2 separate regions of the Sus scrofa genome follow, and region 1 is linked to region 2. The links are chromatin contacts, called in public HiChIP or PLAC-seq maps. All regions are on one chromosome and are shown on one strand. Each heading gives the region's core, a stretch centred on a gene start, on an enhancer-like site or on the middle of the called end of the contact. The rest is flanking DNA. Distances are from core to core; before and after follow the strand shown.

Region 1 (4,071 bases), core at 1,267-3,766, 140 kb after region 2:
ATGAAGCTGGGTAGGTATTTAAACAAGTGTATGATATCCACGTGAACGAAGAATGAGAGAGATTTCTTCCCAAGGTTGGGCAAATGACAGCACCCTACCCACACACACACCCGTTATTGGTTATTGCTGAATAAGGATTTACTGATACTAATTGAGTTGTGATTGAATTAGCTTCAGCTAATTAATAATAAATAATAAATAGCACTTTGCCATCACTCAGTGAGCTGCTCAGAGCATGAAACTTTTGACGGGTTGCTGTGCGTATGCTGTAGAGCCTCACCGCAGAGTGTCCTTGACCAGTGCACATAATTGGGGCTTTGTGATCTAACGCCCTGTCTGTACATACACTCCCCCTTACAGTGATTCCTTTGAGGGATGATAATCCTTTGGTGATTGCAACTTTATGGCACCGGGAAAGTGCTTTGGTATTCTTTTAGATGGACCTTGAACAGTCTCCCTGTGTGTTTTGGAGGAATGAGATAGTAATCTAGTGAGCTAATAACTAAGACGCTCTTGCTACAGCCTGAGACCAGCCTGTAAGAAGAGCTTTGCAGCCTAAACGTTACAATTGAAATCCTCACCAGACTTGAGTGAACATCTGGAAGATGGGATAGACTTTTGCGGAGGGCAAGAACAGAGTTCAGAGTAATGTTTGAGGAATGATCTGTCCTGCCCTGTCGAGGAGATGGAGTTGGAGCATTTCCTGTTGAGGCTCAGCGGGTTGAGAACCTCAGCAGTATCCATGAGGATGCGGGTTTGATCCCCGGCCTTGCCCAGTGGGTTAAGGATCCGCATTGCCGTGAGCTGTGGTGTAGGTCACAGATGTGGCTCAGATCTGGTGTTGCTGTGGCTGTGGTGTAGGCCAGCAGCTGCAGCTCCAATTTGACCCCTAGCCCTCGAACTTCCATGTGCCTCAGGTGTGGTCCTAAAAAGGAAAAAAAAAAAGTGAAGGAGATGGAGTTGGGAAACTCAGGAGGCTGTTACGGTTTTTGTTTGAAGTTTTCAGCCTTTTTAGACTTGGGCTTTGACAACAGAAGAAAAGATCAATGTGAAAAGTAGAAATGATAATATAAAAAGGAGCAACATTTACTTCCATTTGGTAATAAATGGAATCTTTGTGTTTATGTCTTAACTGTGCCATAAAATGTGGTGAATTAGCACTATTCTCGATTAGACATAGAGAAATTGAGGGTAACCTGGAATCATTTCAAAACTGAGCTTTCTCAAATAAGGGCAATGATGCTCTGTTGTTCTAGGGTCAAGGAAACACATAATCTCCTTAGAAAGAGAGCTCCTGCAGGGCATAAAAACACTCTGACTGTAGTGGTGAGACGACTTGCATTCTTAGAAAACCATGGAGCACTTGCCATGTGGCCAGCACTTGGCCAAGCCTGAGATTATGATGATAATAGAGTCCCTGCCCTGCTTGACAGGAGATTGGGGTAATAATACAGGTATAAGGTCTTCAAGCATGAGGATGCTACATCTTGTTTGGAGGGGTCGATGCTAACCTTAGCAAATGGTTACATTCAAAAGCAGAAATCAGGTTTTAAAAGGAGTTAATAGTGGAACCTCCCTCCCCCCCCAAATCCTCATAGAATATAAATAACATATTTCTGCATGTTATTTAGTAAAAGCCAGAATCTTCTAACTGTAATAATCCACTTAGGACATTGAATGATTATTGTAACTAATAATATGATTATGGATACTAATTGTTATTGATTCCCGGGTTCCAAGACAGATGTTTTATTTATATTCTCTAATTTTTAACCCTCTTCTTCAAAGGGAAATAGAGTTCTTCCCATTTTATATGTGGGAATTATACTTAGGCAAGTAAATCAATTGCTCAAGGTCACATAGCTCTGCTGGGTTCTGAAGCCCATGCTTTTTCTACTATAAACTAAGTTAGCTGCCTTTTTAGATAGGGTCAGTGGGCAAGTAAGGGCTTCCACGTGGAGACTGACTTATAATGGTTGTTAAAGGTGTCTCAAAAAAAGAAATGAGTATGAAAAAGGTGGAGGGGGTAAAGTGTGGGTGACCTTAGCTTTTCCTGCAAATGCATAAGAACTGCAGCTATTTCTTAAATTTTATTAATCTGTACAAGTTGGAGGAGCATGCTGAATTTGATTATACTTTTAAATCCAAGGAGACAGTCTAAGTGATTGGAGTTTCACTTGGAGTCATTAAACTCTTGATTATAATAGTAATAATAACACCTGTCAGAAGAGCAGTTGAGACTTTCCACTCTTACTTTGCCCTCTAGATTCAGTTTCTGTAAATAGCCAGCAAGGGTTAGGAGTCCAAGGAGGAAGGTGGGCATTTTCTTACAGAAGACTTTTATGCTCTGGATTTGAAGAGTGCCTATGTTGTATATTTGTTTTCAAAGGAATATCTGACTTATATTTAGGAGTGCTACAATCTTAACTAATTGTTCTCCTGACCCGTCTCTCCCCCTGTTCCTTGCAGATACTTCTTGTGCCTTCAGCTCCGGCAGGACATTGCCTCAGGCCGCCTGCCCTGCTCTCTTATGACTCACGCCCTCCTGGGCTCTTACACACTGCAGGCTGAACTTGGCGACTATGACCCAGAAGAGCATGACAGTAATGACCTCAGTGACTTCCAGTTTGCCCCCACCCAGACCAAGGAGCTGGAAGAGAAGGTGGCAGAGCTGTATAAAACCCACAGGTCTGTAGACTTGCTTACTGGAGAGGGAGTAACCATGGTGGGTTTAAATGGCTTCCCTTGGAACATTGCCAGACATTTGAGTGTAGTTCAGGGGATTGTTCATTTCACCCTTGTGGAGCTTCACGTAGTGCGAGGCAAGGCAGCTTTGAGTCACTGAGCTATCCTTCCATCGTCTTTATGGCTATTTGAGAAACTATGCTCACGAGGGTAAATGTTTTCATTTATCAGGAAAATTTACTTTTCCCTGTGATATCTCCTTTATCCTGCTCCCAGTCCTATCCCTTCACACACACACACACACACACACACACACACACACACAATTGTTTGCATTTACTGTGTATTTCTTCTGTCTTTTAATTGTCTTTATTATCATACTTGATAAGAAAGCCAGGGAGATAATGAAGCATCAAGACTTGAATCAGAAATGTGAGTGGTTATATATAAAATAAACAACAGGGACCTACTGTGTAGCACAGGGAACTATAGTCAATATCTTGTAATAACCTATAATGAAAAAAAAATATTTATCTACATATAACTGAATCACGGTGCTGTACACCAGAAACTAATAACAACATTGTAAATCAATTGTGTTTTAATTAAAAAAAAGAGAAACAAGAGTGGTAAATGGAGGTAGGAATGGTAATTGAAATCTACGGGTGTTTTTCTACCCATAAAAGATGACTTTTGGTTTAGTTTAGCATTACTTAATTACTTAAATACCATATTACACTTTGAGAACTTTATATCTGTGTGAAAACAAAATTTTTTTAAGCACAAGTTTTTAAAACTCCAGCAACTAACTTGTCCCATACTGCAAAATGGAAGTTTTCAAAAATTTTGACTGAAATATCTGAAAGGTACTTTGAGAGATTAGAGATTTTTAAGCAGACTACCACCATTGACTTTTCTTTTAAAAAGTGCAATATTTGACTTTATATTCTTATTAACTTTATTACCATTCTATTCAGTAGACATATGTAATTTGAAATTGAAATTCAGGTGCTGAGATGCCATGGGGAATATGAAGATTAATGGACCCGGCTTTGTAGGAACTTCAGATTCATTTCGTTGGGAATATAGATAAGAATGGAAATAATTTTAATATGGACAGAATGTGGTCTGTCAGGTGTAAAATCAAATCCGAGTACTTCTGATCTTTAGTATGGTCGATCCTAGTGAAATAAATTAAGGAGAGTATTTGTCTATTTCAGAAAGATGAGATCACTTTTTATTCTTAATTTATGTTGTACCCATTATTGCTGGGGCTTTTTTGCCCAGTGGAAAAAATTGAAAGCATGTTTCTGAGATAAAGTGTAAAGATGAAGGTGCAGCTCCTTGCCATGAATAGGTTTATATTGGAGGATCTTAAAAGAAAAA
Region 2 (3,872 bases), core at 1,338-3,837:
TAAGAACTGCAGCCATAATAAAATTATCCTTTTTTTTTCATGAGAGATGCTGAGTTAAACTTTAGTTATATATAGAAGCAGAAGAACCAGGCCATTGAGTCAACATCTAGGGTGGATTAGCGTGGATGGCTGATCTATCAATGAATAAGAAAGTGTGTCCTGGGAGGAGCTCAGCAAATGTATGATTTTTTTCCCCGTGATATATCAAGGATTAAACATTTAACAAATCTTGTATATTTGAACTAGATTTAAAAATACACAATAAAAACAAATTTGTGAATGTGTATCAGAAATGGCAATCTTACTTTAGAGTTTACTGAATATCTTAGTTTGTCTTTAGGCTGACACATGATTGGCATACATAAATTTGGATATTCTTTGACTATGGATTTGGTTGTCAGAGGAACCTTTGAACTCATGTGGGTCCTGTTAAATAGTTTTAGGGTGAAAAATTTCATTGCTAGAGCATAAATAGTGGGATTTACTTTAATGGGAAGATACATATTATGATCTTTGTGTACAGGTTTTGTTAAAAGTGAAAGAAAATGAGGATTCTGAGTAAGGTTTTGGCTGTGAGGTCTGAGAAACTCTAGGTAGATCCAAAGGCTTCTGAGTGTGTGTGATTTAGTATTGGTTAAGTTGCCAACTGGGTTTTAGAGATTTAGAAATTCAGATACTCTTCAATAGTGTAGAAGGTGTTATAGGCAAATACCTCAGGGCAGTATTTGGTAGGTAGCACATTAAAAAGGGTTGAAGTGGTACACAGATGAATCTGAATCTCTCTTTTTTTTTGGTCTGAGCCCAAGACATATGGAAGTTCTTGGGCTGGTCATCATACCCAAGCCACAGCAGTGACCCAAGCCACAGCATCAACAACATTGGATCCTTAGTCTGCTGAGCCACCAGGGAACTCCCAGATGAATCTTTTTTTTTTTTTTTTAATGGTTAAATACATATGTCAGTGTGCATTAGAAAAAATATATGGTACTTCAAAACTATGATTTCATTGGAGTTCCTGTAGTGGCACAGTGGAAACGGATCTGACTAGGAAACATGAGGTTGTGGGTTCGATCCCTGGTCTCCCTCAGTGGGTTAAGGATCCGGTGTTGCCGTGAGCTGTGGTGTAGGTTGCACACGTGGCTTGGATCTGGCGTTGCTGTGGCTCTGGCGTAAGCTGGCAGCTACAGCTTCGATTAGACTCATAGCCTGGGGACCTCCATATGCTGTGGGTGCGGCCCTTAAAAGGACAAAAGACCAAAAAACAAGACAAAACAAAAACAAAAACCACTATGGTTTCATTGATATTACTTAGCATGAGGCTAAATTAGGTCTCTTGTAGTGGCTTGATTAAAAGATGTGTTAAATAAATAATACAGTGGCTGTTTGGATTTGGCAAAAATGGTAAAGTAGATCTGAATACTTTGAGAAACGTTGGGTAGGTTAAAAATATGATTTCCCCTAATAGATAACAACATAAAACGGTATATGTTGACTGTGGCACAGACGTCTAAGTGTTTTTCTTTTTTCTTTTTAATTAGCACTTTTTATTTGTAAAGTTGTTTGTTTTTATTTTGTTTTTTGTGTGTGTTTTTTTGGCATTCTTTTCAAAGTAAATTTTCAGGACATCTCATTTGATTCTTAAACCAATTTTGGACCAGAGGTCTGACCTTTAAGCAAGGTGCATTAGGAAGGGGTTAAGCTTACTTACCCAGAGCCATCCAGCAATTTAGTAATGGAGCTACAGGCACAGCCAAGGTCTCCCTGTGTCCAGAGTTGTTCCCTCTACTCTGTGCTCTTTTGATGTTAATGGAGTTGCCAATTGAAGTTTTCTTGGAGAACTTAGGAAGCCTGCCAAGTTTTGTAGTTGGAGGGCTGTCCCGTAGCTTTTATATATTTGTGCCTTGAGCCCTGAAGGTAGGCAGAGCTAGGTCTTCCAAAAATAGTTCAATAAATGTGTCAACATTTTGAAATACTATTGAAAAAACAAGGAAGTAGAAGTCATATGGGATTTTTGGAAAACGGTGCCAAATGCTTTCACAAGTATTTGAAAAGCAAATGTGGCTCGGTGGTCATGTGCTAGACAATGGTGCATATTCAGCCTTCATTTTGGAAACAATTTTTATAAGATAATCTTTTACTGTTCCCGAGTACTCTCTGTTTAACTGCTTTTAGACTCTGGGAGGAAAGCTACTAAATGCACATTTTTCTCGAAGAATTTTTTTTTTTTTTTAATTCTCTTAAAGAGAAAAAGGCAAACTTCTTTCTTCTTAATAAAATGAATACAGAGTGTATATGGGAAAGATTAGAGTGCCAAGTAATGAGTTGAGTCTGTCCACTGACAAAGGAATCAAGAGTTTATCCATGGGCTTGTAACCAGAACTGTTTTTGGACCTTGGCCATTAAAATCAACATCACTAGAGCGTGCGTCTTAATTTCCTTAATGCCAAGATTGTCTGTTTTAAATTACACACATAAGGGAACGTGAATACGTTCTTCCTTCCGCCATCTCTCCCCACCCCCAAACAGAGAAATAGAAAGGTAGGGCGAACACATCCTCCCCAGGCAGCTCTGCAGCCAAGGGCTGTTGATGTGGGCAGCATGTGTGGTGCAGATGTGGCTCCAACTTTTCTCCCAATTGAGGCCAGTTCACTTTCATCCTCAGTGCTGCCAGCTTAAATGGAAAGACTGGAGGGCGGAATCCAGAGCATTCTATAGATCTCTGATCTGCCTGTTACTTGCACACAGTGAAAGGGTAATACGGCTCTTTTTAAAAGGACCTTCTTTATTGTTGTTGTTAGGTTTTTTTAAAGTCATGTTTTTTACTGTATCTGGTTATCTAAGGGTTTTTTGGGGAGAAAGAATGTACCATTGTCAGTTATAGAAAAGGCTTTTCCTTTTTTAAACTTTTTATTATGGAAAGAAATAAAAACAGAAGTAGAGAGAATGGTGGTGTAATGAACCCCATGTAGCCCCACCCAGCTTTGACAGTTACCAGCACATGGCCAGTTTTGTTTCATCTGTATTTTCCTTCCATTCCCTGATACCCCCATTCCCACTACTTTGAAGAAGCAAATTCCAGAGATCACATGATTTCATTGGTAAGTAGCTACCTCCTTGCCCCCGCTACCCCTCCTTTGGCATGTGCTTTGTGGGTGGTCTCTAAAATAAAGTTCATGATCATTACTGATTTTGTAGGATTGCAGAAATTAGTTCAGTTGTGACAGTCAGTTGTCCAGTTTCTGGAATAAATATCTGAATATTATTTTGATCTGTGAAAACAATTTATCTAAATGCAGCATTGTGGGCATAAAGGGAATGCTTCAGCCAGTGCTGAAAAACCTAATTTATAAACCAAATTTGAACTAACTTTTAAATCCTCTTATATTCGCAAAGTAATGTTGATGTTCTATGCATTGTTTTTGCTTGGCTTCTGCCTATGTTGATGCTAGATTTTTTTTTTTTTTTTTTTTTTTTTGGCCCTTGCCCTCAGCGTGTGGAGGTTCCCAGGCCAGGATTCAAACCCAAGCCACAGCCGTGACCTAAGCTGCTGCAGTGACAATGCTGGATCCTGAACCTGCTGCTCCACAGGAGAACTCTGATGCCAGATTTTAATATTTTTAGATTTTTCTTTTTTCTTTCCCTCTCTCAATCCTCTCTCTTTTGTTCTTTTGCTTAGCATAGTATTAGTGGCTGTAAGTTGAAACTAGACCAAGTGAAACATTTTTTTAAGCTGACTGCCATTTAATGGGACTGCACAGTTATTATAAAATCACAGCAACCTGCCATGTGTATGGTTCTATCTGGCAGTATATAGGGGAAAGTATGTCTTAAACATTGGACATATAGTAGTTTAGAAATCATAGGTAGAGCAT

Evidence for each region. HiChIP or PLAC-seq counts read pairs in DNA pulled down with a chosen protein or histone mark.
Region 1: a contact with region 2 is called in an H3K27ac HiChIP or PLAC-seq map of alveolar macrophages. The contact joins two enhancer-like sites. A contact is called at or near these places in 3 of 47 Hi-C or Micro-C datasets (alveolar macrophages, heart right ventricle and skeletal muscle) and 1 of 2 datasets of contacts at active chromatin or transcription factors (alveolar macrophages).

The regions. Positions count from the first base shown.
Region 1 is chr1:32,568,250-32,572,320 of Sscrofa11.1, forward strand. It overlaps EPB41L2 (band 4.1-like protein 2), which reads left to right. Exons shown (of 18, transcript XM_021088293.1): 7 at 2,470-2,688. Among named protein-coding and RNA genes, the nearest start is that of SMLR1, 140 kb to the right of the region's middle. Within about 2 kb of position 2,517, at least 13 of the 83 cell types and tissues checked have an H3K27ac peak or open chromatin away from gene starts, as enhancers often do. A contact at or near this core is called in alveolar macrophages, where this site is marked.
Region 2 is chr1:32,432,509-32,436,380 of Sscrofa11.1, forward strand. All of the region lies in intron 1 of EPB41L2 (band 4.1-like protein 2), which reads left to right. Among named protein-coding and RNA genes, the nearest start is that of EPB41L2, 16 kb to the left of the region's middle. Within about 2 kb of position 2,588, at least 18 of the 83 cell types and tissues checked have an H3K27ac peak or open chromatin away from gene starts, as enhancers often do. A contact at or near this core is called in alveolar macrophages, where this site is marked.